Linked DNA regions of Mus musculus: regions 1, 2, 3, 5, 6 and 7 are each linked to region 4. A link is a contact called in public Hi-C and HiChIP or PLAC-seq data. All regions are on one chromosome and are shown on one strand. Each heading gives the region's core, a stretch centred on a gene start, on an enhancer-like site or on the middle of the called end of the contact. The rest is flanking DNA. Distances are from core to core; before and after follow the strand shown.

The links. A called contact is a pair of places that touch in the nucleus more often than the background predicts. HiChIP or PLAC-seq counts read pairs in DNA pulled down with a chosen protein or histone mark.
Region 1: a contact with region 4 is called in an H3K27ac HiChIP or PLAC-seq map of embryonic stem cells, with 6 times the contacts expected there. The contact joins the promoter of Lrmp here to the promoter of Etnk1 in region 4. A contact is called at or near these places in 9 of 39 promoter capture datasets (the C10 cell line, the HPC-7 cell line, cranial neural crest and 5 more), 1 of 484 Hi-C or Micro-C datasets (B cells), 6 of 115 datasets of contacts at active chromatin or transcription factors (embryonic forebrain, embryonic stem cells, large pre-B cells and 2 more) and 1 of 9 other capture datasets (macrophages).
Region 2: a contact with region 4 is called in an H3K4me3 HiChIP or PLAC-seq map of pro-B cells, with 5 times the contacts expected there. The contact joins the enhancer-like site here to the promoter of Etnk1 in region 4. A contact is called at or near these places in 2 of 39 promoter capture datasets (cranial neural crest and pre-B cells), 1 of 15 datasets of contacts at CTCF or cohesin (large pre-B cells) and 3 of 115 datasets of contacts at active chromatin or transcription factors (astrocytes, large pre-B cells and pro-B cells).
Region 3: a contact with region 4 is called in an H3K4me3 HiChIP or PLAC-seq map of pro-B cells, with 6 times the contacts expected there. The contact joins the enhancer-like site here to the promoter of Etnk1 in region 4. A contact is called at or near these places in 8 of 39 promoter capture datasets (3T3-L1-derived adipocytes, the C10 cell line, cranial neural crest and 5 more) and 11 of 115 datasets of contacts at active chromatin or transcription factors (embryonic forebrain, embryonic midbrain, embryonic stem cells and 5 more).
Region 5: a contact with region 4 is called in an H3K4me3 HiChIP or PLAC-seq map of bone marrow-derived macrophages, with 5 times the contacts expected there. The contact joins the enhancer-like site here to the promoter of Etnk1 in region 4. A contact is called at or near these places in 1 of 39 promoter capture datasets (maxillary cranial neural crest), 2 of 115 datasets of contacts at active chromatin or transcription factors (bone marrow-derived macrophages and thymic regulatory T cells) and 2 of 9 other capture datasets (embryonic stem cells and macrophages).
Region 6: a Hi-C map of B cells shows a contact between it and region 4, with 6 read pairs. The contact joins the enhancer-like site here to the promoter of Etnk1 in region 4. A contact is called at or near these places in 4 of 39 promoter capture datasets (cranial neural crest, embryonic stem cells, maxillary cranial neural crest and 1 more), 1 of 484 Hi-C or Micro-C datasets (B cells), 5 of 115 datasets of contacts at active chromatin or transcription factors (embryonic forebrain, embryonic stem cells, large pre-B cells and 1 more) and 1 of 9 other capture datasets (embryonic stem cells).
Region 7: an H3K4me3 HiChIP or PLAC-seq map of pro-B cells shows a contact between it and region 4, with 8 times the contacts expected there. The contact joins the enhancer-like site here to the promoter of Etnk1 in region 4. A contact is called at or near these places in 5 of 39 promoter capture datasets (the C10 cell line, cranial neural crest, hippocampal neurons and 2 more) and 4 of 115 datasets of contacts at active chromatin or transcription factors (embryonic forebrain, embryonic stem cells, large pre-B cells and 1 more).

What each region holds. Positions count from the first base shown.
Region 1 is chr6:145,119,524-145,123,510 of GRCm38.p6, forward strand. Lrmp (lymphoid-restricted membrane protein) reads left to right here and starts at 2,246. Exons shown (of 19, transcript NM_008511.4): 1 at 2,246-2,583.
Region 2 is chr6:144,685,900-144,689,734 of GRCm38.p6, forward strand. The region is part of intron 1 of Sox5os3 (SRY (sex determining region Y)-box 5, opposite strand 3); the gene reads left to right. It also overlaps a transcript of Sox5 not described here. Among named protein-coding and RNA genes, the nearest start is that of Sox5os3, 15 kb to the left of the region's middle. Within about 2 kb of position 1,987, at least 18 of the 459 cell types and tissues checked have an H3K27ac peak or open chromatin away from gene starts, as enhancers often do. A contact at or near this core is called in pro-B cells, where this site is marked.
Region 3 is chr6:145,017,130-145,021,320 of GRCm38.p6, forward strand. Bcat1 (branched chain aminotransferase 1, cytosolic) reads right to left here. Exons shown (of 11, transcript NM_007532.5): 6 at 2,063-2,226. Among named protein-coding and RNA genes, the nearest start is that of Gm26666, 28 kb to the right of the region's middle. Within about 2 kb of position 2,767, at least 40 of the 459 cell types and tissues checked have an H3K27ac peak or open chromatin away from gene starts, as enhancers often do. A contact at or near this core is called in pro-B cells, where this site is marked.
Region 4 is chr6:143,165,745-143,169,928 of GRCm38.p6, forward strand. Etnk1 (ethanolamine kinase 1) reads left to right here and starts at 1,486. Exons shown (of 8, transcript NM_029250.2): 1 at 1,486-1,892. The coding sequence starts at 1,737.
Region 5 is chr6:145,146,940-145,151,200 of GRCm38.p6, forward strand. It overlaps Lrmp (lymphoid-restricted membrane protein), which reads left to right. Exons shown (of 19, transcript NM_008511.4): 4 at 697-743; 5 at 841-905; 6 at 1,040-1,138; 7 at 2,348-2,418. Among named protein-coding and RNA genes, the nearest start is that of Lrmp, 27 kb to the left of the region's middle. Within about 2 kb of position 2,317, at least 45 of the 459 cell types and tissues checked have an H3K27ac peak or open chromatin away from gene starts, as enhancers often do. A contact at or near this core is called in bone marrow-derived macrophages and thymic regulatory T cells, where this site is marked.
Region 6 is chr6:145,087,713-145,091,739 of GRCm38.p6, forward strand. No RefSeq gene overlaps it. Among named protein-coding and RNA genes, the nearest start is that of Bcat1, 14 kb to the left of the region's middle. Within about 2 kb of position 2,694, at least 39 of the 459 cell types and tissues checked have an H3K27ac peak or open chromatin away from gene starts, as enhancers often do. A contact at or near this core is called in B cells and pre-B cells, where this site is marked.
Region 7 is chr6:144,920,433-144,924,399 of GRCm38.p6, forward strand. No RefSeq gene overlaps it. Among named protein-coding and RNA genes, the nearest start is that of Gm46721, 23 kb to the right of the region's middle. Within about 2 kb of position 2,514, at least 40 of the 459 cell types and tissues checked have an H3K27ac peak or open chromatin away from gene starts, as enhancers often do. A contact at or near this core is called in pro-B cells, where this site is marked.

The DNA of each region.
Region 1 (3,987 bases), core at 996-3,495, 2.0 Mb after region 4:
GGTGGCTACAGGCTGAGGAGAAGAAGGCAGAGTTACTTTTCATCAGGTGTAAAGCTTAGGCCATTGTGACAAGTGACCTCCTGACATCTGCTGCATGACACAGTACCTGTTATTAACAATACCATATCCTACATTTAACCGTACTGTACACACTGTACCTAACAGTACTGTATACACTCTGACATTGGCAACACCATACATGATGTAGTTAACAATACCATACACACAAACAGTACGAGCATAGAACTGGGCTGTAGACAGTTTGGCTGGCAGCAATGCCAGCTTAGCATGCTCAAAGCCCTGGGTTCAAGTCCAGTCTTTGTACTGAATAAATTAGACTTAGTGGTTGTCTCAGCAAATAGTTAAAATTCTGCTTTATACTCCTGGTAGGTTCGCGTTAGCTTTTTGCTCACGTTGGTTTATTTTTAATATACCTTACCTAGATAAATGGCACTTAAACTGCCCCGAAGCTAGCATACACTCCCTTCTGATATTCCTGAGTTAACACTTACTAAATATATATTTTATCTTTGCTGTCCAAGACCCTTCTGGGCAGCCCTTCTGGGGCTGCTTTCCCCCTCGTACCTACATTTCAGCCTGCTCTCCCCCCTGCTCCTTCCTGGCATAGTCTGTCCTATGCCCTTCTCATGGTGGGATCCCTTCTTCCTCCTCCTCTCTTACTCTGGAATTCTAAAAGTCCCGCCTCTGTCTCCTTGCCCAGTCATTGGCCACTGGCAACTTTATTTTCCAATCAGAGCCAGCTGGGGGTAGGCTTCCTTTAGCCTACATGCAGGACACTGCAAACAGGTTTTTGGGTAACATAAATTAGCATGAGAGCACAAGCTGCTCTAGGTGGTGGATGTGTGTAATTCCAACTCTAGGGAGGTAGAGGAAGGAGGACCAGAAGTTCTCAGCTACATAGAAAATTAGAGACCAGCCTGGGGTATATGAGATCCTATCTCAAAAGAGCATTACCTCTTTTAGTAAGAACTATAAATATTTAAGAGTGTAGATTTCAATATACATTGTTCATATTGTTTTAGCGCCATTACAGAGCATAAGCGACTGTAGGCGGTCGCGCAAGCAGCTTTGGGGAATGCCTCTATATACAAAACGATGCTGAAAGGGCCGTGGTCCTTCTTGCTTCTGATGTTATAAGCAGTGCTGTTTTATGCAGGCACACAGTTAGGCTTTAACTGCAAGGAGCCTGGGACTGATGGCTGTCTTCCCTCTACCCCCCCCCCCCACTTTGATCCTAATTCAAAATGGGTGGGCCCAGTGGGTTAAGGTTTGTACTCAAGCAGTTCCTGGTAACCACTGAGTCATCAGTACGCCACAGATTAGTCTTGCTGGCTAGCGGAGAGTGGGAGCCAAATGAGAAGTGCTAAAGGCTCAAGGACATTTGTGGTGGGAGATAAGAGGTAGAGAATGACCTCTGAGTTCACAGTGGGAATATCCAGTGAGTTTCCAGCTGTGTTGGGGGAGATACTTCCGGTACTAAAGCTCTGCCCGTTTCCTATGATTGACAGTCCAAAGGAGAAAGGTTAACGAAACAAAGACGCATTTCCCTCCGCACCCACTTTCCTCTAAATAGCTCGTGTTGGTGTGTAAAAACTAAACTTGTCACCCTGCTCCCAATGTAGAACATCCTACTTGTGTGCCGCAGGTGTCACAGCGAGCTCGTGGGGAGCCAGTCATGCCACGTGCTCATCCGAAACAGCCCGAGGAAGCTGTGGAGTTGATTGTGAGCTCTGGGGTTGCTTTACTCAAGAGCCTGTATTTCTAAATGCTTTCATTTTTTCAGGTCCTCTCTAAAGAAGTTTGAGTTCCTCACAGTTTCTCAGAGTGACTTGTGACTGAAGTGTCACTGAAAGCTCAGGGTGTTTCTGTCGTTCCCTCCACACACCCCCTCCCCCCCTTTCTTTTTTTAAAATTTCGACTTCATTCAGAAACCATTAGACATTGCTAAGCGGCTGCAAGATGTGCCCACTAGGAAGAAGGTCCATAGCCAGAGAGCACATAGAGCCAGGGGTCCGGAGGCCTTGGCAATATGAAACTCAGGGATATCACCTCAGATGTCCTTAAAATGTGAAGCAAAAATGGAGGAGGGGGAAAAAAGGAACTATTCAATTGTCCCAGGAGGCTGGCCTTTAGCCTGCGCAGAGGAAGTGCAGGGCGCAAGGGTGCAGGGGTGCAGGGGTGCAGAGGAGGCGGTGTTAACAGCCTTCTGGTGAAAGAGGGGAGTACAGAAAGCTTAAGTTGCTTCTAGGGACTCTCTGGGTGGAAGGATCTGGGCCTGCTGCGCCCGCCCGTGCAAACAGAATTGCAGAAGTTGAGCCTACGCTTATCATTTCCCTGAGAAGAAAAGCATATTTCCAGTTTCCTGTGCCTAAGAACAAGCATCCAGCGCCCTTCCCGCGGCTCAAACCCAGGCTGACCTGTGCATATGGGTCAGGGGGATCAGGATGGGGCCTGCGCATGAGGCAAGCCTCTGCTACAAGAACTAGAGGAAGCGATTCCAGAAGGAGATCACAGTCCCCAGCACTACTCAGACTCAGGAGCTGAAGACCAGGGGCGTTCAGTGTAAGTAGCTCATTCTACTCTGGTTCATGTCGCCCAGGATGAGGAGGAAGAGCCTCTGCCGCTTTCCTGGATCCCAGCTGCTGGGTTAGCCAGTGGAAGGGTTAGCTAGCATCGCTCGCTCTCGCTCCCGGGATCTCAGCCTCTGGCCAGGGCCATAGACCCCTCCCCTGCTCCCCGCACCCCAGGCTGTTGCTAGATTTGTCTATGGCTATCTTTCCGTTTAAAATGAAACAGAGCTGGGGCTTACTTAGCTCAGAGGCAACTTACCCTTGTGTGCAAGAGTGTGTATCAATATTAAACACATGTAAACTTGCTTTAAAATTTTTAATGTGTTCTTAATATAAATGTGTGTGTGTATGTATGGATATATATGCACACTTTAGTTTTGTTTTTGAGACAGGGTCTCACTGTGTAGTTCTGACTGACCTAAAACTCTCTGTAGACTATGCTCACCTCAAACTCACAGAGATCTACCTGCTTCTGCCTCCAGAGTGCTGGGGTTAAACTGTGTGCGTTCCTCTGCTCAAATATACTTTACCTTTGAAACGGGTATTTAGAATTTTGTGTGCCAGCCAAAGGCCTATTATGAGCATTTACCAAGAATAATGTGAGAAGACAAGTGTCAAATTACAAATGTCAGGCTATTTATAAACCTGCTTTATTCTACAAAGATGAAATGGAAATTGTAAAGCTTGCGTGCCTCGCCGTTTACCGGACAGCTGCTTTTGTTCAGTGAACTTCTTAATTTAGTGGGACAGATTTTTTTTTTCCAGACATAAGAGTTCATTTATCTCGTGACCCAAATGGTGCTTGGTCTGGGTTTATTGTGAATTTCTGTACCTTTTTCACTGTTGGCCTGAGGAAGTGGCTGAGGCGTTTAAGGAATTGCTTCCTTTTAGAATAGCAACATTGTTCAATATTTTATTGTTACTGTCTTGGTTTGTACAGCTCACTGGTTTTCAATGTTTCAGAAAGCAATAAAAACTGTTCTTTAAATCAGGGAGGGTACAGTGTTGTCATTGCTCAGGAGGCTTTGGAGAAGGGTCTCTTGTGAGAAGAGCTACCCTGTGGAGGCACCGATAAGCAGCTGCGCCCAGTTTGGTGCTTCAGAGCCCATGCTCAGAGCACTAACCCACCGGCCACTTACATCTGTCTTTTGATGAAATTGATATTACATCTCAGTGTTTTGTGAGCAAGTAAGAATTTGGGTCCCCCTTCTCAAGGGTTCCCTGTGGCATCTGAGCAGGAGTGTCTACAGTTATGACACATCCCAAAGGCCATTGTGGGGTTCCTTGCTGGTTATGGTCCTCCAGCCCAGCCTCCAGAGACAATTGGTTGGAATGGTATTAGAAGCGCTTTTTTTTTTTTTTTTTTTTTCATGTGTGGACTTCCTTCCTCAATGCA
Region 2 (3,835 bases), core at 737-3,236, 1.5 Mb after region 4:
CTGGACTGGGCATCTTCACATGGGTTTGAGGATTGAGCTTAGATGCTTGTGTTAGTAAGGTAAGCACTTAACTGACAGCTATCTTCCTGGCCCAGAATGCCTTAGAGTCCAGAGCACTGGCCTGGGATTTGGTGAATCACAAAGGGAAATTCCCATCTGAAAAAAAAAGTTCATAAACATTTTCAAGTAAAAAAAAATCTGCAATTAACAGTGTAATAGTCCAATAATTGTTTAGATTTTGGTTTGTGTCTTCCATTATGGCTGTGTCTACCCTGGAACTCACTGTGTACCTCAGGCTGGGCTCAAACTCTCAGCAATTCTCCTGCCTCAGCTTCCCAAGGCATGTACCATGAGTGCTGTTTGAACACAGTTCAACACACAGTTCATTGTATTTGACACAAAATCCCAAGTTGCTAACAGAAACTCCCTCTAGACAAAACAGTTTCTGCCCCTGGTGAGTCTGCTTGGGTCCTGGGTTGCCTGTTCCAGTCATGGTCATTCTGTCCCCTTTCTGGTGTGAAGGGAGAGGTTGTCAGGACACCACCTACCAGCAGTTCTTATTTTCATTGCTAAACTTGGGTATGTTCTCCACTTTTTCCTCTCTACCCCTTCCTTCCACCATGTTCTCGCTTACAGTAAATCAGAACATGATGTAGCTCTGTCTAGTCCATCCTGCTTACTAATGCAAAAGGAGCTGATACCGAGACAGTTCTAGAAACTTCTATTCATGTCATTACATCATGCTTGATCTATGGCTGGTATAGTACTTGGGGATAGTAGTAGAAACTGGATATTAAGACCTTCCTGGAGGAAGTAGATTACAGGGGCACAAGGCTTGGAGGTTATGCCTGATCCCCAGTATTTATTTGTGTGTGTCTCTCATTCCCCCACCTCATCCCCCCCCCCCTCTCTCTCTCTCTCTCTCTCTCTCTCTCTCTCCTTTCTGCCCACCATAAGATAAAGAATTTCCTCTCTATACACGCCGGCCACCATGATACCATGATATTCTTTCTACCCATGGATGAGCCAAGAGTACTTGCAATGAACCCTCTGAAGCCATATGCCAGCATCAACCTTTCTATGTTAAGTTGTTTATGTCGCGTGTTTTGTCCCAGTGATGGAAGATTCACCAACACCATATGAGAAGAACATCTTTAAGTATGAAAGTCTCAGTATAACACTTACACATACTACAATTTCACTAAGATATACAAGGTGGAAACATTCAATAAAAATCCACATTAACACCATATGAGAAAAACACCTTTAAGTATGAAGGCCTCAGTACAATGCTTGCATATATTATGATTTCAGTAAGATATACTAAGTGGAAACATTCTATAAAAATCCACATTATAAAGGGACAGTCAGACAGTTACTCACTGTGCATATATCTACTTATTAAGAGATTAGTCAACATAAGAAAAGTCTGTGCTAGATGCTGGCGTTGGCTAAAATAATCATAATTGTTAATGCATACTAGATGCCTGTTATACACAGACAGAAATCTTTTAACTTGGCCAGTGTTAACTAGTCTATTTCTGAAAAGTGCTTCTGCAACTTAGACTAGAGTAACTTAGCTACAAAGGCTCAATGAATGCACATGACCAAGTTCCCACCTCAAAGGACCCACCAGCAAGAGTGTGCACTGGGGATGTGTTTGCACTGGGGCTGCGTGCACGGGGGAGGTGTGTGCTCGGGAGGTGACTTGTAGCCAGCGTGAGACCCTCGCGCATCTGAATTCAATACTTCTGTAAACGTAAATTACTCTGACAATCCTACGTAATGTGATGGGGAGAACTTTGCTTATTCATCAGCACAGCTGCTTACAGGATCATCCATGGCCACAGATGATGCCAGATTTTTTAAAAGAAAAGAAAGCATTTGAATGGAAGAGTTATCTCTAACTCTAGTTAGATAACAGCAACACGGCCACCCTCGTCAGGCCCCGTCCGACAACGGCAGCTTCTACGGCAGGAAGCAGCAGCTGAAGCAGAGACTCATGCATGGATAAGCTGTACGTGCAACCCTGAAAGAAGTTCCACATGGCCAAAGGCAGAACATAAACAAGAGAAAAACATCAGGGGAGAAACAGAAATTGCACTTAAAAGACAGTTTCCCCTGTCACTGAGGGAAAGATGGGTGTAACTCCTCAGAGGAAAGATGGAAGAAACCAAGACCTCTTTCATTTGGGAGAGAGAACACAGTAAGATTGATTTCACTCATGGGTCACACTATCTTGGAAATGCTGACACACGGCAGTATCAGAAATAACATCTGATACCAGCAGATCACAGACAAGGGCACACACACCTGAGCAGAGATGCGCGGAGTCCCCGATCAGTGCAGAAGGCTGAGGAAGGTGGGGGAAGGAGAAAGCGTACACCTTTTAAAATTAAAATTAAACTTCAGTATGTGTGGCAACCAGTGCATTTACAAGCCAAGTAGATGTACAAAGTTAAAAGTTTGAAGGTTTTTCATTCCAAAAAGCTTAAGTTTGGGGGATATGTTCTCATTTATTTGATTAAATATTTCTTTTACTTTGAATAGACTCTGCCTTTTAAGACTCACTCAACAGATTTACAGTTCAGGGTATATATGTGAGCAAGATACAAAATTTAACTTGTATAGAATATCCTTGAATAACCATGTCAGACACAGGAACGTACAAGCGGGTTGCTGACCCGTGGTGTATATGTACTTACAGTTTTAAGTAAGAGCACCCCGTGAGCAAGAGGCTACTCCAAAGCCAAATGGGATGGTGCAGACCATAGCCCCTCAGTTCTGGGGCTAAAGTGGGATTGCAAGTTCAAAGCCAGCCTAGGCAGGTTAGACGTTCTAGAAGAGCAGCCTGGGCTGCAAGACCCACATTTTATAAAAGTCACTACAGCTCTCACGTTGATACATAATACGTATGTCCACATATTTATTCCTTAATGTAAAATCATATTTACAAGTTTATTGCCTAGGCATGCGTGTAGAAATATGCAAATATACATGCATAGGTACGTGTGAGTAGCCATATGAAATTTATTTCCTCACTACCACTATTCCAAAGTAGTGACTAAACTGCAACTGGAGATCAAGACAATATGTACGATAGCTCTAACTCAGTCACAGTGAAGCTCTTGCTCCCATTCGCTGAGTAAGGAGAGATATTTTAGAGTGATTTTCCTTTTAAAAGCATTAAGCTTCTCTAGTGATCGACAGTCATAGCAGAGAGGAGAGTGTCCCTGTGTCTACAAATGATGACAGGCAGGCACAGCTCAGAAATTGTCTGGAAACTGGACACACCTCATGAGCTCACTCACCTCCCCCAGTCCCAGCCCAACACACAACTAATTTCTCTTTCAGTGAAAGCCCTCTTGGGCTCTTCTGAGTCACTCACCACAGAAACTTGGCCATCGTTGGGACATCCCCATCTTCTGGAAGCATAATTTGGTTACTCAAATGCACAGAAAGTTTTCCACTTGGGTAAGATGGTAATTGTGAGGCCCACCTTCTTCAACGGGACAACAGCACATAGCATACTTGGTACTCCAGTTTCCAAGGACCCAGGGGCTTCTTTGTTTTAAGGGAGCATGGATGTTTCTGTCCTATAAACACAGTCATCTGCCTACAAGGGCATTGGACACTAGACAGCCAAAGGACCTTCTTGTTGAGATGAGCTACTGAATATTTAGTGGCTATCTCAAAATAATTTGGCTTTGGTGACGCTTACATTGGCTGTAAATTGATTTTCCTCAGCATCTTTTATATTTTCTTCTTATATGTGAATGTAATAAAATTAAAAATAACAATTTTCTGTTTGTGTGTGATTCATATGCCCACGTTT
Region 3 (4,191 bases), core at 1,517-4,016, 1.9 Mb after region 4:
CAACTTTGAAACTGATACAGGTGCCATGAAACCTGGTTGTTGGCATGGGCAGAGAAGGGGACAAGACGTGAAGGACTATACAAATAATGGAGGGGCTGGAGGACTGAAGAGGGGCACTTCAATATTCTCTCCCATGAGGAGACATTTATACTCCACATTAGGAGTCCAAGCATACATATTAACAGCTTCACGCATGCACACTGCTCAGAGTTTGTTCTGGGTTAACCTCCCTGCCATCTCCCTGGTCTACACCATTCACACTTCACAGGGTTTAATTCCAAATATTAGAGAATGCAGTCAGAGATGGCAAGAAACAATAACAAGAGAGGTGCAGAAGCTGGAGAGACATCTCCGTGCTTAAGAGCACTTGATTCTCTTGCAAAGGACCCCAGTTCAGTTCCTAGCACTCACATGGCAACCCCTGACTACCTAAAAGTACTCGTCTGGCCTCCAAGGGTACCAGGAAAGAGCATGGTTCGCAGACTTGCATGCAAGCAGAGCACTTGCTTTGAAGGCTGGCTTGTGTTAACTCCACCCCTCCCTGTGAAGCTTGCTGGATGCAGACAAGGTGTGAGGTGAGATAATATTAAGTTGTTATTCTACTATCTTCTTAGATCACGGGCTCTGTGAATAAGGCAGGCCTAAAGCTCACTCAGTCCCTGCCTTGCTCACTCAGTCCCTGCCTTGCTCACTGGCAACATGAACAGTAACACAAATATGCACTCTCCGTGTGTGTGTGTGTGTGTGTGTGTGTGTGTGTGTGTGTGTGTGTGTCATGTGCATGTGCCTATAAAGGCCATGAGAGAGCCTCAGATCCCAGGGAGCAGGAGTTACAGGTTGTTGCCAGCCTGCTGACACGGGGGCAGAGAGCTTAACTTAGGATCTCTAGAAGAGCAGCAAGTGCTGGTGACTGCTAAGCTGGGAGGCTAGAATTAATTCTGTAGCAAATACCGCTCAGGTGAGACGCAACAGTGTTGCATACACAAAGACAGAGGAAGCTGACCTGAGGCGCCCAAGCTACAGTTTTCTAGAGAAGCTGGTCATCTATAAATGCTCTGTAGGGGGTGGGGAGCACATGGGGCTTGTGGGATACCTTTCGCATCTTGCTGCCATCAGCCCTCATATCAGAGGCCTATCCCTGGGCAATGACTTTCCTAAACCTCTCAGAACATCACTGAAAGTCACTTTCCAGGAGCATCTCTGTATGTCACCAGTTGATTCAGACCAGGGACGAGTCCGTGATACTTGCTCCTTCTGTTGTATCCACCGAGGGACATTCTGAATTCAGAGCCAAGTCAACGCTGAAACTGGCCAGCACATCTCAAACCCTCTTTTGTTTCCTGCCAGCTACAGATGGCCGGTGAGGCTGGCCAGGCAGAGCCAAAGCAGGGCTTTCCTCTGCCCCTTCACAGCAGGTGAGCCTGCCATCTGTGGCTAAGCAGACAGTGAAATAGTCACCTTTCCAGACAGGGTTCCCTGGAGCCAAGTGAAAGCATCATCCCCAGGGCCAGTCTCTAGCTGGAAAGGACCCTGGTTCAAGTCACTGCTCCATGCCCATGTGTGGAGAGCCGTGCCGCGAGCAATCGCCATTATAAGATGGCGCTGGCCTCCGCTGTGCCTAACTAGTAAACAAGCCTTGTACGCAGGTGCAAGAGTGAACTCACGCCTAGTCACTCCCATTCTCGGAGTGTAATAGTGGGGTGATGGGCGAGCAACGAATCAGGAGCCGTCACGCCATATCGGGGTGCTGAAACGTCACACTGCGGGTTATAAAGGCGGCGCCATTTTCCCGGTTCAAGGTCTTCCTGAAGAAGTAAGCAATAAAGCTTTTGCCACGGAAGATTCCAGTTTGTTGCGTCTTTCTTGCCGGTCGAGTGGGACACAATACCCATGCCACACTGCTGCCTTAGAGGGGCCACAAGCAACACCTCCAACAACTAACACGTTTACAAAGCTAAATCTTAAACCACAGACAGCTACTCGCTTGTGAACTCTACCAAGCACACCGCCATTGAAAGCGCACAACTGTCACTATACAGGAAGGACACAGGGACCGACTTACCCGCCCATCTTGCAGTCTCCAGTCCCACCTTTCCAGGCTCTGATGTACTTTGGATTGGCCCACAGGGACACCGGAGTAAAAGATCCACTAGAAAAATAAGGTCCCACGGGGCTCAGGATCACAAAGAGTAGGGCTTTGGAAGGCTTCTTGACGCCAAGAGATGGCTGTAATAAAGAGAGAAACCATGCCTCTGTAACCAACAGTGAGACATCCTTCTTAAGAGTCTAAAATAGACCTGTGTCCACATCCCAGAAGGTCACCCAAACAAAGCTTAGTGACACAAAGCTTTTTAAAGAATATACTGAGAATGCGTATTTAAATTTGGGTGTGGGGGATAAAAGGATGGGACACAGATGCCTCAGTGGATAAATGCTTGTTTGCTGCCACACCTGAAAAGCTGACTACCTGAGTCTGGTCCCTGAGCCTCGCGTGGTGGAAAGAAGAGAGCCAACCACTACAAGCTGACCTGAGACCTCCACAGACATGCTACGGCATGCACGGTCAACACAACATAAACAAATCATTGTAATTTAAAAGAACTTTAAGTTCCGTTTTGGTTTGCTTTCTGAGTTATGATTTCAGAGGGAGAAACACAGCTGTCAGTTGCAGTTGCTGAAACTGCTCACAGGAAGAGTGAAGAGCCTGCCTCCTAGAACATAACCCACCCCCTTCAAGTCTTTGTGAAGCCTGCTGGGCACTCCAGAAAAGGTGAGGCCCATGAGCAGAGGTGGGCATGGGGAAGCCAGCTGTGATGGTGCCTGCCTCTGCAGCACATAATAGACAACAGAAGGCAGGCAGAGACAGCAGAAGTCCCATCAAAAGGAGATGAGAGAACTTAGACTTCACATCATGGACAACAGGGAACTGGAAAGGTGGTTCAGTTACTAGCACTGGCTGCTCTTGTAGGGGACCCGGGTTCAGTTCACAGCACCTACATGGAGGCTCACAGCTGTTCATAAATCCACTTCCAGGGGATCCAGTGCCCTCTCCTGGCCTCTATGCTGTGCGTGCGTGTGTGCACACATACAAGCAGGCAAAACGGCCATGTGCATAAAATAAAGATAAATCTTTGGCAAATGGATACAAGACAGAAGACAGCCTTTTCCACAAATACAGGAAGACTATAAATTTCTCTAGCACAAGGAAAAGTCGTGAAGTGAGGGCAGTGGATTATCAGAAACTCCAAGTCCCAGAGGCCGTGTGTCATGAAGACATACAGGTCAGTTCCATTCAGCTATACTATGTAAGACGGCAAGAACAAACCAACAAGCCAGGATCCCCCAGGATGGATGCTGACCACTGCAGTGTTCTGTACCTGTGACACAGAGGCTGGCAGCCGCTCAGTGACAATGAAGAGGGCCCTGACTCTAGCTGGCTGCACACTTTATGCTCTCTGCCTAACAAGCTGATGCTGACAGACTCTGCAGCTGCCTTTTGCTTGAGTCTCCACCACACCTGCCTCTAGCACGCACTGCCTGCCCTCAGGCCCTCTCCATTAGACCCAGGTGGTAAATAGCTGAAGCCCAGGAAGCAGTTGTGGGCCAGTGAACCGGCTTGTTTGCCACATATGCTTGACTGCCTGAGTTGAATCCCCAGAACATGGGAAGGAGCCAGATGTGGCAGGATGTGGCACGTGTGAGCCCAGCACTCCTATAGAGAGGCCGGAAGAAGACAGAGCAGCCAGCAGCTGGTGGGCAAGCTAGCCTGGAGCTCATGACATGGCAGATAGATACTGCCTCATAGAGGTGAGATGAGAAAACAACTTCTGAAAGCTGCCCTCCGACATGCACACTGTACTACTGTGCCATGACACATGTGCGTGAGGCACACACACATACACACACCAACACACATGTTCACACACATACATGCACACACTCACACACATAGACACACAAGCACACATGCTCACAAACACACACACACTCACACACATATAACACATTCACACTCACACATACACATACTCACAAATACACATATATGCACATATACACACACATTCATGCTCACATATACACACTCACTCAGATACATACACACACCACATACACCCACACACACACATACATTGACACTCACACACATGCACAAACATACACATACAGCACATACACACACACACTGTC
Region 4 (4,184 bases), core at 236-2,735:
TTGTAGACCAGGCTGGCCTCGAACTCAGAAATGCCTGCCTCTGCCTCCCAAGTGCTGGGATTAAAGGCGTTCACCACCACTGCTGGGCTACATAGTGGTTTTTAAAAACACATACTCAAGTCTGGAAAATGGTCAATAAATTTACAATGTTGCAAAAATGCAGGAGTGGATTTCCCACTTTTTAGTGTAGGAAGTTTATCATTATCTCAGACTTATTTGTGACTTACAAAGGTATGTAGCCTCATTCAGAACAATGAGAACATAAATGTGTGCTAATGGGTAATACAACATTTGATCATTCACAAGTTATTCACTTGTACTCAGCCCCGGGGAGGCCAGAAGTCAAGGTGAAAGTCACCTCCATTGTCTCCGTCATAAAAGGAAAGCACAAGGGCGGACCAAAAACTTGTAGATGATCCGGTTGCCAGTATTTCTCTAACAAGCAAAGAGCAGAGCCTTTCTGATACAGGAGGTTTCATGTAGCCGTGCGAGTCCCAGGACGCGCTATGATTTAGCATGACAGATCTAATTTTCTTTCCTTCCAATTCCCTCCGAGTCTCTACCTTATATAACCGGCTTTGAATAATTCTCAGCAACGTCAACTATCTGACCCTTAAAATGAGTGTTTCAGTCGTCTATTATCGGTCGGCTGATGACTAAGTATATCCCGGGCAAACCTGGAACTCACTATGTAGCCCGGCTGGTTTGGAACTCGTGGCAATCCTGCCTTAGGCACCTGAGAACTAGGACAGGTATAGGTCATCACACCACTGTCACCGGTTTACTCTCACTTTACGTAAAGTTTGCCCCAAATACTGTGATTTCTATGTACCGTCAAAGGGAACTGGGTTGCTGAACCAAGCAAGCATGTAGTTCTGTGCACACAGCTTCAGGAACAAGGCGAGCAAATTAATCCAGCTTGGCCGGTTGAGGCCAGGCTAAGCTCACAGCTTAAATTTAGGGTTATTTCAGGACGTGCCTTCTGCGTCCCGTAAGAACGTCAGCCCTAAGTAAGCAGAGCCCACGACCCTAGTGATCTAGAAAGGTGACGCTTCCTTGACTCCTGACAGGGCTGGGTAGCACTCCACAGCTCATCGGTAGAGTTCGAAAGGGCTCGGCAGAGCTCGACAGCGCTCCGGCAGAGCTCGGCAGAATTCGGTAGGGCTCCGGTAGCGCTCGGGCAAGGCTCGTTAGAGCCCCGGTAGGGCTCGGCAAAGCTCGACAGTGCTCCGGCAGGGCTCGGCAGTGTTCGGCAAGGCTCGTAAGCGCTCCGGCTGGGCTCGGCCGCGCTCGGACTCCTTCGGGTGCAGGAGCCCAGCCAACCCCACAGTAGCGGAGTGCCTGGCGGTGCGCGCTCCCCGAGACCCCGATCCCCAAGAGCCCCGAGGCCCGCCCATTGTGCCGCGGGGTTCGCCACCCCGCCAGCCGCCTGACGCAGCCGAGGCTCCGCCCCCGGCGTGACGCTAGCGTCAGGCCAGTCCCGGCATGCTTCGCGGCCGCCCGCGGTCTAGCGCACTGAGGCATCTTCCCGAGAGCGGCCGTGCCTCCGCGTCTCTGCACTGCGCACCCCGTCCGGCCGCCCGGTTGCCCCCGCCGCCCGCCCGTGCGTCCGAGCGGCCGCAGCCCTCCGCCGAGGGCGCCCCGGGACGGAAGGGTCCAGCAGCCTGCCGGCGCCCGCCGCGCTCGTGGTCGCCGTCGCCGTGGTCGTCGTGGTCGTGTCCGCCGTCGCCTGGGCCATGGCCAATTACATCCACGTCCCGCCCGGCTCGCCCGAGGTGCCGAAGCTCGACGTGACGGTGCAGGACCAGGAGGAGCAGCGCTGCCGCGACGGCGCCCTGAGCCTGCTGCGGCACCTGCGGCCGCACTGGGACCCCCGGGAGGTGACCCTGCAGGTGAGGCCGGACGGGCACCGGGTTTCCTTCCCGAAGCCGCCGCGTCAGCGACGTCTGCCCGGCCCCTGAAGAGGCTCCCGGGGATGGCTGCCGCGGCCCTCGTCATGCCTCTCCTCCCAGACCCCGCAGCCCATCCGCCTCCCGCGGTCCTCTCCGCTGCCCTCCCTCCCCTGCGCTTCCCTCCCATCCCTGCCTTATCCAGCCCGAGATCTTCCCACATCCCCATCTCCGAGCCGCGGGAGAACAACTCCTTTCCAAAGCGGAATGACCGGGGACCTGCTGCTGCCCACGCCAGGATGCTAGGGAACGCTATGCCGTGCGTTATAGGAAGGCTTGAATTGGAAGGTTTCTAAATTTGTAAAGTCTTAGAAGAATTAATGCTCAGGGTTGGAGTGAGCAGTGGCCTGGGAATATTTTCGTGAGTCAGTGGCTTTAAAGACAAAAATTCTCAGAAGGATACCCCTACCCCCGAAAAGCTAGGATTAGGAAAAAAAAAAGGCACTTGCAAGTTATGATCCACCATACCCACAATTTATCTGGTGTAATTGGTTATAGTTTTTTCAGTGCACAGCTTGTAGGATTACTAAGGTGAATTTCCTTTTTCCTTGCAAACAAGCCAAATTAGTAAAATTTTAACGGTTTGGGATTGTTTTAGATTTGAGCAGTAATTTGTATTATTCAAGACGTCTGTCATTTTGATGACTCCAATACATTGTTGGGGGTTTATACAGGATTTATTGATTTAAGTTTTTTGCTAAATTTTTTTTTTAGTATAATTAAAACATGAGTAGTGTCTAGGCCCCAGAGCAGTTCCTGACACTTGGGGGCTTTTATGAGTTTTAGTTTCGATTCTTGTTAGAAGTGTTCTGAGCAGCTGAAAGAGACCGACCCATATGTTTTGGGGAAGAAACTTGTTAGACAAAAGACTTTGACATTTAAGGTGTGCCTGTTGGCCAAGTATATAGGAAATAGTTGATTCAAAATGATTTTTATGTATAACTTGGAAGATTATTGCATTTCCTTTAAGGAAGTGCTTTTCAAATGGAAGCATATCTGTTTGTGTATTTTTTGCAGTGCTGGGAAAGGCAGCTCTGGATCCTAGGCCAGTGCTCTACCTCTGTATGTAGCCCTCATGTTAGACTGTTAATATAGTGTATTCACTTGCTTGTTTGAGAGGGTTTTAAAATTTAATAAAATCTATTTCTGGAAAATATCTTACTAATTAAAGGCAGTTCTGCTTCCTGGTATACTGCAGTGCTGGCAACCCATATTGTTTTTTAGCAGTGACTTTTTCAAGTTTGAAGCTTGGAATTTCCTTTCATTTATTTGTGTGTAGAAAGTGGTAATAGCTGTCGAGTGAAGTGCTGTCTGCTGGATTGGGTTGAGCTCTTTTTAAAGTCATCGTTGCCTAGGAAATCCTAGGTAGGTGCTCTCTCTTTTACCTCACGTGAAATCTAGTGAAGGAAAGCCAGGGTAAAGAAGGACTTAAAGCTATTCTGACTGTTATATAGGAGATGAGGGTAAATCATGACTTATATGTATTTTTCTTTTTCCAGGCAAGGTGGCTAGATCCCTCACTCAACTGGCACCCCATTGTGGTGGGGTTGCAGGTTTTTGCCACCATTCCTGACCTATGCTGTGACTATGAACTGTAACCTTTGGGTTCATAATCTGAACTTATGTGTATTTAACAGATATTACTCACTTCTAAAATCAATAATTAGAAATTCATCCCCTCCTTGTGCAAGCAGAACTCTTGGATCAGAAGCGGAGCCATCAGTAAGTCAAGGCTAGGGTTCTTTATTCTGCCCCAGCTCCTAGAGGGACTTACATATGCTAGGACACTGCAAACCAGTGGTGCCTTGGGGCCTTGTTTAGTAATTCCAATTTTGTCATTATTTGTATTCTTTTGAGACAAGGTCTCACTGTAGCTCCATCCGGTTTGGAGCTGGCTCTGTAAACCAGGCTGGCCTCTTGAGCCTTGGGCTTTAAGGCTTTTGTCACTGTGGCCTGCTTGTTTAGTGTTCCTTAATGGTTATAGTTTCTTTTAAAATTTTATTTCTGGAACTGTAAAAGATAATACTCCTACCTCATTTCTGAAAGGGAAGCACGCATCCTATAGCCAAAAGAGACATGTAACGTCATGTCAGCTGAAGCAGAATAGCCTGTTTTTTTAAGGTATTCTCTTCCCCCTCCCCCTTTGTATGAGGCTCTGGAAATGCAAGCTTGAGCATAGAGCATGCTACGCAAGCTTTCTACTCCAAACTCTCACTGTTTTTTTTTTTTTTTCCT
Region 5 (4,261 bases), core at 1,067-3,566, 2.0 Mb after region 4:
GATTTTTATAAACTATGATAGCCAATGAAATGGAACAATATTTAAAACTTCCCCGGTTTATAGATTCTTTCATGTGCATACTGTATATACGTAAAACTGTAATCACTATGTATTTAAATAGTGCATAGATAGGGCCAGCCTCATTTAGCATCCTGTAGGTGATACAGAACAGTTCTTCAGCATCTGATAATGACCCCAGCTGGCTACGTGAAACAAAACATCTCACTATGTGGAGATATCTACAGCTATCAACCAAACATTTTAAAATGCAAAACCAAAAATAAGTAAGAGTTGTGAGGAAATTTAATAGAAGCTTAAGCAGTGACACAGAATCTTATTTTTGAAGTTTGAGCTTTTTTATTTTTATTTTTTTAGTATTTGAGAACACACGAAAAATTAATATTTAATTTAAAAATAATTTTATGTCCATGTGTCCTTGTGAATGAATGCACATGCACATGCAGGTGCTGGCAGGGTTGGGGCTGGAAAGGGGGTATCAGATCCCCTGGAGAAAAACTTACAGGTTCTACAGAGCTGACATCCGAGGAACCAAACTCGGGTCCTCGGCAAACGCTGCAAGCCCTCTCACTGCGTAAATAGTGACTCATTTAGCACTGATGGGGATACGTGCCTAAAGCGACCTTCCTGGGATGGTCACTGTAGATCCCTCACCATGTGTCTCCTTGTTCCCTGCAGGAGAATGGTGCTGACCACTTGTATTCCGAGAGCCCGTCACAGCTCAGGTCTGCCACATTTATGAACTTGGATGTGTTTTCAGTTGGGCTTTAAGAGAGTTATTTGCCGAGCGTGTTGAAGATATTTCTTGTGTCCGTTTGTCAGGGAGTATCTCACACAGCCATCGTCTGAACAGACTTCATCCTCGGAGAGCACTGTGACGTCAAGTGGTAAGTAGCTCTGCGAGAGAGGAAATTGGCGTTCTCGTTACCAACCGGCTTAGGTGTGTGCAGACGAGAGGTGGCGCCCAGGCAAATGCTTCTTTTGTGTAGCTCTCCTGCTGTCCGCCTTTTCCCGTTGGCAGAGTCTGGATCAGACATTTTGCACATGGCTTCTGGTGACCTTGACTGCAAACCTCTCTGTGAGAAGGAGGAGGAAGCAAGAGCCGCCTCTGCCATGCAAGGTACAATGTCGATGAACTCCAGGGCAACATGTGAGCAAGCCCCTAAGTGGGGCCTACAAACTAGAAAAGCCAGTGGGAACAAAAATCACAATATATTATAGTAGGCCTTACATATTGCCATCTGACAGAAACTGACTGGATTCAGTCAGGTCTGATCAGCTGGTAGGAGAGAGAGAGCACACCCTTAGAATAATGATGAGAAAATCAGGTCGGAATAATGGAACTGTTAGCCCAGGTCCACTAGGAATCCAGGGAACCAGCCAGGCAGGCTGATCAGGTAGGTCCATATGGCTCCCAAGGCAAAGCACTTCTCTATGGCCATCTCCAGTGAGACATCATTATGGCTGACAAATTTTAAGATGCTGACTGGCCTAGAACTCACTATGTAGACCAGGCTGGCTTTAAACTCACCACACCTGGCTAAATCCTATGCCTTTTGATTCCAGAACCTTCAGTTGTATGTAGGTCTAAAATTGGAGGGAAAACTGAAAACTTCCATGGGGAAAAATAATATTTTTTTTAAAAATGATATCTATTTTGTTATTCTTTCTTTTTAAAATTATATATATATATATACACTGTCTTCAGACACACTAGAAGAGGGCATCGTATCCTGTTACAGGTGGTTGTAAGTCACCCTGTGGTTGCTGGGAATTGAACTCAAGAACTCTGGAAGGACCACTGAGCCACCTCTCCAGCCCTTATTATTTCTTATAGTCTTTTATAACACTGTAGGCTGATTGTTTCTTGAGAAGTGCCACATGTTAGGTAGTGTTCTCCCAGCATTCTGTGCACTGTGCAAAATGAACAGAACTTACCAAGCATGACATTGTCCCCAAAGGGTCCCTTTGCCCAGTTTCATGCTCTGAAGCATCCATGCTTGGTGGAATGCCTTGATCATTACCAGCCCTGTATATACCACAGGGCTTCTGGCATTAGAAAAAGGCATAAAGAAACACTCAGTCCTCCGTTTGAAAGGGCACTCTACAGACTGGGGAACTTTCTGCAGCTCAGCTCCTGCGAAGGCATAGGGGGTGGGGGGCGGGCCTCCTCCGTTTGTGCAGAGCAGACTTCGTGCTGCGGGGCCTCTGACTGCAGTCACGTGCCAGCCTCTGTCCTTTGCTGGTCTACCCACATCACCACCCTGCTGCTTCTTCCTCTTTTGATTGATGCATCTCCAGCCCTTCCCTGTGTTTCCTCTTCTTACAGGCACCAGCCTAGCTCCTGCTGCTTATGGAGACTACACGAGTGTGGGCGTGGCCAAGGCTGCATCCCAGCTGGTGAGGAAACAGTGATAAGCTGTAGGATCTGTCCCTCTGAATTTATGTCACACTCTTTAGAAGTCTCATCGTACACTTTCAAGATATTAAGAGAAAAATCTAACTTACTAGAATTTAGTTATACAGCCCGGGTATTACTGACTTGGGCAAGGTCACACACTGAGCTCCAGTGTAGACAGCCTTGTTCCACACTGTCATGCACTCATTCACTCACTCATTAATGCGTCAGACGTCAACCAGAAACAAGGTGATGAGGGCATTACTGCACATGGTTGAGCAAAACAGCAGCTATGAGTGAATGTGTGACAATGTGTGTGAGTGTGTACATGTGTATGAGTGTGTGTGCACATGTGAGAGTGGGTGTGCACATGTGAAAGCGTGTGTGCGCATGTGTATATGAGTATGTGAGAGTATATGTGTGTGCATGTCATATGAATGTGTGTGAGAAAGTGAGTGTGTGTGAGTATATGTGTATGTGCATGTCATGTGAGTGTGTGTGAGAAAATGTGTGTGTGTGAGTATATGTATATGTGCATGTCATGTGAGTGTGTTTGAGAATGTGTGTATGTGAGTGTGTGTGTCTGTAGGATGTCTCAGCAGAAGACTGAGGCCTATGTGTGTGAGTGTGTAAGAGTGTGTGTGAGTGTGTGCATGTGTTTGTGTGTGTAGGATATCAGCATAAGACTCTGAGGAGGCCTGGGAGAGTATGTTTGTGTGTGTGTCTGGTGTGTGTGTGTGTGTGTGCTCACAGCATGCTGATCAGACATCCCAGTCACTGGTATCAGAGCCCAAAAGGTCACAGAGGAAGAGCCATGGGGGTGGCATAGAAGGCAGACTAGAAGTACTGAGGCTGTGGAATATATTATTATAAGGTTAACACAAAGACCCACAGAAAGCAGGGGAACTCCGCCCATGAGGAAAGACCCACTGAGAGGCTGGAGGCTGCACTCTAGCTTCACGGATCTCCAAGGCTCTTTATGTTTTGCTCCTTCAAGTGTGTGAGAGTGTGTGTGTATGAGTGTGTGAAGTGTGTGTGTGAATGTGTATATGAATGTGTGTGAGAGTGTATGAGAGTGTGTTTGAGTGTGTGTATGAATGTGTGTGAGAGTATATGAGAGTGTGTGTGAGTGTGTTTGTATGAATGCGTTTGTGTGAGTGTATGTGAGAGTATGTATGTCTCAAAGGTGACTGATGGGTCTGTTATTTGGAATTATCCTTTAGTATGGGGTGTAGCTAAGATGCCACACTGTCTACTATAGAAGCCTCTGTCTCCTCTTATTAAAAATTAGAGCAAGTTCCAGTTCTGTTGTCATAGCTCAGAGACGGGAGGTGGTGAGGAACATGGGCTCTCAACTGTGAATTACTGTAAATTACTGATGGGCACAAGTGAAGGCAGGCCCAGGCCCACAGTTTAGCCTGCAAGATGAACGCATGCAAAGGAGGCAGGTGCAGGTTCAGAGCTGACCCTGTAAGAGTAAATGATGAGAGGAGGGAGGGAGGAAGAAGGGTAGAATTTGAGGCAAAATAAAAGCAGTGTGACAGACAAGATTTCACAGTGCTGTAAGTCCACCCAAGGAGGAGATGCACATTCCTGTCATCAGACAAGTGTGTGGGTGGGATCTCCCAAGGACTGGCAGGCAGGCTGAAAGTACTGAGGCTCTGGAATATATTATTATCACCTACTAATGCTATTATTTTTTATTTTTTCTGATAGGATCTTATCATATAGCCCAGGTTAGCCTAGAGCTTGTGATGGTTGTCTCAGCCTCCTGAGTGCTGGGATTACAGGTGTACGTACATATACTGACACATTCAAGGATAATAGAGCCTTGATGGACTATCT
Region 6 (4,027 bases), core at 1,444-3,943, 1.9 Mb after region 4:
TATCCCTGGCTGTCTGGAAACTTACTCCATTTGACTTTTAAAATGACCTTCTACAAAATGCATTTTATGTGGGAGATGAATAGATTCTGAGGTCAACATAATAAAAATATACAAACTGACACGGGAAATATACAAACAGTACAGACTTTCATATGAATGTTTGTGATGACTTTTGAAGGTTTTTTTTTTTTTTGAGACAGGCCTTCGCCATTTATCTTGTCCCTGCTGTCCTCAAACTCACAGAGATCCATCTGCCTCTGCTTCCTGAGTGCTGGAACTAAAGACCTGTGCCCCCATGCCCTGCAAAATCTATTCTGGTTTTTTTTAAATATGTATAGGTGTGTGCGCGTGTGCGCGCGCGTGAGTGTGTGTGTGTGTGTGTGTATGTGTGTGTGTGTGTGTGCATGTGAATACAGAAATGCCACCCAAGACCAAAGATGTTTGGTCCCCTGGAGCCGAAGCTACAGATAATAGAAGATACTCACCAGTTACAATGAGTGCTGGGAGCAGAAGCTGGGTCCTCTGGAGGAGCAGCCAGTGACCTTAACCACAGAGCCAACTCTCTAGTCCCTAGGAACTGTTTATCTTCAATCTTCCCCCCTATCGAAGGCCAGGTTCTCACAGGGTATGGCAGTGAAGTAGCTAAATACCACAGGCTTGCTGTAGCAGAATTCCAAGTCTGAGGCCTAGCCTGGGTGATAGACCAAGATTCTAGTTTTAAAAATCCAACAAACAACCCAGTTACACTGTGTTGTGTGTTTTGAAACTTGAATAGTTCCACAGTAATATGAATTATTTCCACATCATTCGAATATTTTCAAATCATAACAATATTATGTCATATAATAATATATTATTATTCACAATTGAGCACATTATAATAAATCATAATATTTTCAGAAACATTGCTTTCCAACTAGCTACCACTAGAGGGCGATTCTGATTCATATTTTTCACAGCATCTAGCATTTTAACTGGATTTCTTCACCAGTGTTTATGACATTTGACCTATCTATATTGTAAGAGTTATCAATGTCTTCTGGGTTTATATGTAGATAAATCTACATTGTACCTAGTTATCATGATCTCCAATTTATTCTGGATTTATATGTATGTATATTTTTATTTACTTCACCTGTCAGATTGGCAAAGATTGGCACAATTGTCGTCATGAGGTCATGGGTACCACAGGACCACAGGTGCTGGTGAGGCTGCACTGGTATAATCTCTACAGCTATAAATTTGGTAACTGCTAACAACATTTTATAATAAAGTTAGGTGTGGAGGAGGATTGCTGCGAGTTTGGGGCCAACTTGGGCTACCCAGTAAGGGCCTGTCTCAAACAAACAAGACTGGAAGTATGCCATAGTGCTTACTTCAAATTCATGAGGTCCTAGATTCAAACTCCAATACAGGAGAGAAGAAATTCAAAATGAAGCTAGCAATCCAGGGAGACACCTGTGACTGGGGTAGGAGGCTGAGGAAGGAGAATCGGGAGTTCAAGGCCAACCTGTACTGCCTAAAGTTGACAGCCACCAAAGGTTATATAATGTGAATCTAACTCAATAAAAAAATTAAAAAAAAAAAACCAAGCAAAATAATCCCGCAAAATGTCTTAGTCTCTTGACAAACCTTTATTAAACGGTTTGCATGTTTAGAGGTTTAAAGGAGAGGCTGTAGTCTGTGATCCCACCAGAGGCCATGGTGATGTTCATGGCTCCTGCTGCCTCCTGCTGATAAGGGCAAGAAAGTTTCTTTTGCAGTCTGGATGACTACAGACTTGTAACTGGGAATAAGAGACACAGAAGACTGACAACCCCCACACACACCCACACACACCACCCCCCAAAATAACCAATCCAGACAGGAAGCTGTGGAAAAGAGTCCTGAACAACCATGATAAGGATTCTGAAGTGTAGCTCTTCACAGCTGATGGCGTCTGGTGGGGGCAGGGAAGGACTCAGTTTCCTTTAAGGGGCTGCGTGTTTGACCGTGCTCCAGTGATTATACAGGTAATACAAATGGACTCGGTGGACTTTCTTTTATCTTTTGGGGGAAGACACAAGGGTGGGAGGTTGGACCAGGGAGGAATAGGAAGTGAGTGTGATATGAAGTTCCCAAGTAATTAATAAAAATATTATGTTGGGGAAAAAAACAAACAAAATGTAAAACACATAAGAACAGCAACAAAGGGGGAGGAGGAGGAGGAGCTATACAGAGTCTAAAAATAAACACAGAGCTGCTGGGCATGGTGGCGCACGCCTTTAATCCCAGCACTCGGGAGGCAGAGGCAGGTGGATTTCTGAGTTCGAGGCCAGCCTGGTCTACAAAGTGAGTTCCAGGACAGCCAGGGCTATACAGAGAAACCCTGTCTCGGAAAACAAACAAACAAACACAGAGCATGGGAACCCGAATTCGTAATTCGTGTATTTTAGGAGGCAGAGGCAGGAGGATCAGGAGTTCAGAGTCACCCTCAGCTACATAAGCTGCGCTCAAGAGATCTTGCTCAAAAAGTATATAAAGAAGGAAAGAAAGAAGAGGGAGGGAGGGAGGGAGGGGGAGAGGAGGAGGAGAGAGGAGGGGGGAGGAAGGAAGAGCGGGAACTCAGGCCTAACAGCCGTGACACAAGGCTCAGAGCCACCTGCGACTCCAGCTTCAAGGGATCTAACGGTTCTTCTGACCATGGACCCTTGCACAGATGTGGCACAGACATACATACAAAAGTCTTTCAAAAATAGAGAAGTCTACCCTGAGGTACACTGATAGGATAACCTGCAGACTCTCCATTCTTCATTTCTGCTGGGATTTATGGTCAGCCACCATCCTCTGCTGTTCTGAGAAACCTTCATGAATGCTCATCTGGAGCAAGCCAGAAGTCTGTCTTAACTGTTAGTCAAGCGATATGGTCTAGTGGGTTTAAACTGTTGTGTTTGGTTCTGCCCTGTTTCCTTTCTGCCTAGGGGTGGGGGAGGGGAGGGGTGGGGACCTCTGGGTGTTACTGGCTTTGGTCTCTGTGGACCAAAAGCAGGTGACAATCCTGGATATATGTATGATATATGTATGTATGTGTATATATATATCTTAGTGGCTCAAGTTCTTGCTTAGTGTACATGAAGCACTGGGTTGGATCCCCAGCCCTACAAAAACTTGGTGTGGGGGTGCAAATCTGTAAACCCAGCACTCAGGAGGATCAGGGGTTCATAAAGTCATTCTTGAGTAGTTTGAGGTCAGCATGGGCTACATGTAGCCCAGGCTACACCATGAGTTCAAAAACAGCCTAGGCTACAGGAGACCCTGCGAAAGGCACACACTATGACCCTTTTCAGTGGGAGGCACTGTGTGTAATAAAGAGAAACGTCAACCTTATAAGTAAGTCTGCAGATGGCAGCAGAGCATCTGTGGGTTTCTTTAAAACTGCAAACTTGAGGCAGCTTCAGGTCCTGAGCTTAGGAGCCCCCATCCCCACCCCATCGTGGCTTGCTTCCTTGTTGCCTTAGAGTTGGGTTTTGTCACTCGCTAGTTTTGAATCTCTCAGCTGAGTGTTCTTTTCTTTGAAGGACTGGCATGCATGCATTTCTTCACTCTGACTACCTACTCAAATCAGCGGCACCCACCCACCTGGCCCCTACTTCCATCAGAGTGTGTGTAGGATGCTGAATGGGGTTCGTCCCCCCTCCCCCCACGGATGCAGCCTCATTCCTGTCCTAAGCACTTACTGCCTTAGCTGTTATATTTTGCACAATTTATATACCATGTCTTCAAACCAGAAAAGGAAGGGACAGCCTCCTGTATGTTCGTAAACACCACACAGCAACTCGGATTTGTATTATCTTATAAAATTTCAAAATGGCTTCTACAGCTGTGCGTGTAGCTAGGAATGGTAGAGTGCGTGCCCAGTGCACGGCCACGGGTTCAATTCCCAGCACTTCATAAACCATAGCGCATGCACATAATCCCAGCATTCTGCTGCATCATGAATGTGAGGCCAGCCTGGGCTACTACTGTGAGAAGAGAAGAGGAGAGAAGA
Region 7 (3,967 bases), core at 1,264-3,763, 1.8 Mb after region 4:
GTAAATGCTTGCCACAAAACCATAAGGACCTAGGTTCTACATAAAGGGCTGGCCATGGCCACACTTATAATTCCAGTTCTGTGGAAGAGCAAGAGGATCTCTGGGGCTTGCTGGTTAGCCAGTTAAGCCAATCAGAAGTCTCCAGAAACAAGGTAGAGACTAGCTGAAGAAACACCCTACATCGACTTCTGCCCCCACCCCCCACAGGCACGCACACATGCACATGAATGCACACACACACACAAATAAATAAAAATCAAACTATGTTTAAGTGACTCTCTTGCTGTTCGTATGAAATACTATCTTTATGGTGCACTTTGTTTCACGTAAGGGAGCTAAGACTTTACAGTACCAGCTAAGGCCCATTCAGTCTCTGAAATACCAGTTGACGGCGTGGCCCTCTCCAAAGGCAGAGGAGGCAGGGAATCCAATCTCTTCAATAAGCAGCTGCAAGGTTCAGAGATGCACGGGACCAACAGGAAGGAATCCACAGAGCTCCTATCCCAGGGCACTGGCACCACAGTTCACGTGTCACCATCCCAAGACACAGTCACAAGTCCAAGTGCTTACACTGAGTCAGTCAGTATTGGTGGCACTTGGTTATAATCCCAGCAGTTAAGGGGTCCAGGCAGGAGGATTGCCATGAAGTCTACATGAATACCAGGCAAACCTGGGTCATAGACTGCAACTCTGTCTCAAAGAAAATAAAGGAAAAATTCATATTGTAAAGTGCAATGAGGGGACATAATCATGCACATACACACATGAGCACACGTGTGCACACACACGTGCATGCATGCCCATATACATACATGTACACTCACACATGCACACATGTACACATACGTCTGTTCCTTTCTAGTTCAAAGGCAGAAGAAGAATTTTATTCCCTCCACATGAGTGATCTCAACCAATTCAACACAGTGTACCAAGAAGCCACATTCCCTGAGACATGGGTATCCAGTCCTGACAACGGCCTTGCAAAAGAGACTTCCTTGGCCCTTTTGAGTATTGGTACCATAGAGAGCAAGTTGGGGTCCTGCAAGCATGCCTCTGGTCTTGTGTACCATGCAGGAAAGCCTAAATTCAATCCCTAGAACTGCACAAACTAGGCACAGTTCTACAGGCCTGTAATACCAACACTCAGGAAACAGAGGCAGGAGGATCAGTGACTCAAGGCTATCCTCAGCTATGTGGAGTATCTGAGGCCAGCCTGGGCTACAGAAGAACAGTTTAAAAAAAATACTATGGAGGCCTTTGAAACCAGCGTTGTCGGTGTGACCAAATGAGAGGGTGTCCTTTAGCAGTGTGGCTGGAAGTCACGGGCACTTGAGGTTAGCCAGGACTGAGAAGAAGTCAAATCAAAGCCTCCCAGGAATGCAGCATTGAAGAGGGATCCTGGGCTCTGTCCTGAAGGGCCCCAAACAAGAACATTCAGCTTGTCACAATACCACGCCCAACAAGTGTGTCCTGCTCTTAGCCCTCTCTTCCCAAGCCTTTGTCTTCTAGCATTTTCTATTACATAGGACTTCCCTGCCCAGAAATAAAATGTTGCCTCTTACCAAAACTAAAACAAATCCCAATTATGAATGAAAGCACGAGGGAGCCCCCAAGAAAGAATTAAACCTTTAATCCTCATTTCTCAGCTGACACACAGATCTCAATTGTCTAGCTCTTGCAGCCATCGGAGACTTAACCCCTGCAGAGGGGGTATAGTATTCATTCCTAGGCTTGAAACAAGAAATGTATGCTCCTTGCCAAAAATAAAAAAATTCTTTAAGAAGTGAAGAATAATTTTGAACTGTCTCAAGTGCTATCAACATGATTCTGGCTGCCGAGGATCCGATATGGAGATGAGCAACCGCCAGCAAAAGATTTTCCTCGGGACAGGTGCTTCAACTAAGCGCCCTTTGACGTGCAGGGTTGTCAGAGTTCCTTCCTTCTTCTCCCACTTCATCTCCAACTTGTGTTACTCCTCTTTCTTTTATTTTTTCCTTTCTGTTTGGTTGGAACAGATTCTCACTCTGTAGTCCAAGCTGACCTGGAACTCACCACGCAGCCTACAGTGAATTCAATCCCATAATCCTCTGCTGCCACCTCCCAAGTGTTGGTGTTACAGGTATGAGCCACCATCCCTAGCTTATAAAATATTTCAGTGTTCGAAGTTGCCTCTGATTTAGTGTTGATATTGTCTTATGGGGGGGGGTTGTTTTGTTTTGTTTGAGTTTGGGGTGTTTTGGTTCTTTTTTTCGATTAAACCTGTTAGGTCTCTGACTCAAGCAAGATTTATAGGTTTCTTTGGAAAGTTTTAGGTTCAGTTAACAGTTGAGAAATAACAATTAAGTCAAGATCATTCAGGCTAAAAGCAAAGCTTGCAAACTCTTACGGTTTGAGAGTGAAAGGTGTATCCTGACAGAGTCTTGGCCTCAGAGGGTGGGAGTGTGATGTAGGTAGACAGATGCTGAGGAGCTACAAGCTGAAGTTGATGCATGCTTTGTAGGCAGGAGGCGAAGGGGTGGTCATGTGTGAAGAGTGGGGGAAGTGCCCCAGCCCTTTGAACTTCACCCTGAAGCCACTCTAGTGTGGCTTCCTCTGCCATGCTGACACTTGAGTTCCTGGCAGTTGAACCAAGAGGTCAGGCAAGCTGGTAAGGAGAATGCAGACAGACAGCCCCCTCGGAAGCCAATTTCTTCTCTTTCAAACCTCCCTCACACACCTTGCCATGGCAAGTCTTCCAAGAGCCACAGCAAGTCTGCCACTAGGAAGAGCTTTCTCCTTCCCCCTTCATGGCTCACAGGACTGACTTCAACTTCAATGTTGCCTTTCAAACATTTTGTGTTGAATGTCTTCATGTCTCCTTGTGGTTTTCTTTGGCAACAATTTAGCTACATGAACATTTATTTGTTTATTCTTCTGGGTTGTTGTATCTTGTTTGCATTACTATGGCAACATACCTGAGGTATGCTAACTTCATAAAGAAACATTTTTTAACTTACAAGTTTGAAGGCTGAAGGTCCAGAAGGCTCAAGCAAGCTCTACTGAGGGGTTGCCTTGTGGCACAGTAAGGGTGCGGGTCTATTTCTGCACTTGTCTATTCTTTCCCCACTTCCTCATTAAGCCACCAGAACTTGATTCCATCATGAAGGGTCCACCCAAATGAACTCATCTAATCAAGTCATTCCCCATGAGGCCTACTTGTAACAATGGTGGTCACATTAAGTTTCTCTTCTCTTATTACCATTGATGTGAGACTTTGGGAATTAAACTGCTGCCTTGTTTAGGGATGGACAGACCACATCCATAACTGCCCTCTAATAGACCATTTCCTCTCTCGACTGAAGCAAAATGGTCCTCAGCCTCCAAGTAAGGTTATATGTTAGAGCCGCAGATGCACAATAAATAACTGTGGCATGCTAAGTTCTCTGCTTGCAAATATCAATCGCATCAATAAGACGCTTTCTCCCTTTTGTATTCTGCATGTTTTTGGGTGGGTTCTGTATGTAGGAGTCAGTAGAAATAAGGCTGGCGGAGGCCGCTAGAGAGATGGCTCACTGGCTAAGGGCACATATGATCTGAGTTCAGTTTCCAGCACCCACAATGAGTGTTTCACAACCACCCAGGGGAATCCCACACCCCTGGCCTCCACACGCACCTTGCACACTGGAACATGTACTTGTGTGTTACCTACATCCATTCCCTCTCTCTTGAACACACACCCACACATACACACGGGGGGTGGGGTGGGGGGCAGGAGGATGTTATAGGGAAAGTGATGTTCAGTCAGCAAAGAGCTCACAGCCTGGGTTCAGTCTCCAGCACCACTGTAAAACCTGAGAGTAATGAACTATTTCTGCAGTTCCATCTCTATAGAAGGTGAGACAGGGAGACAGCCAGGGCTTGTAGACAACCAGCCCAGCCAAACAGATGAGCTCCAGGATCAATAAGAGACCTTGTCTCAAAAACACAA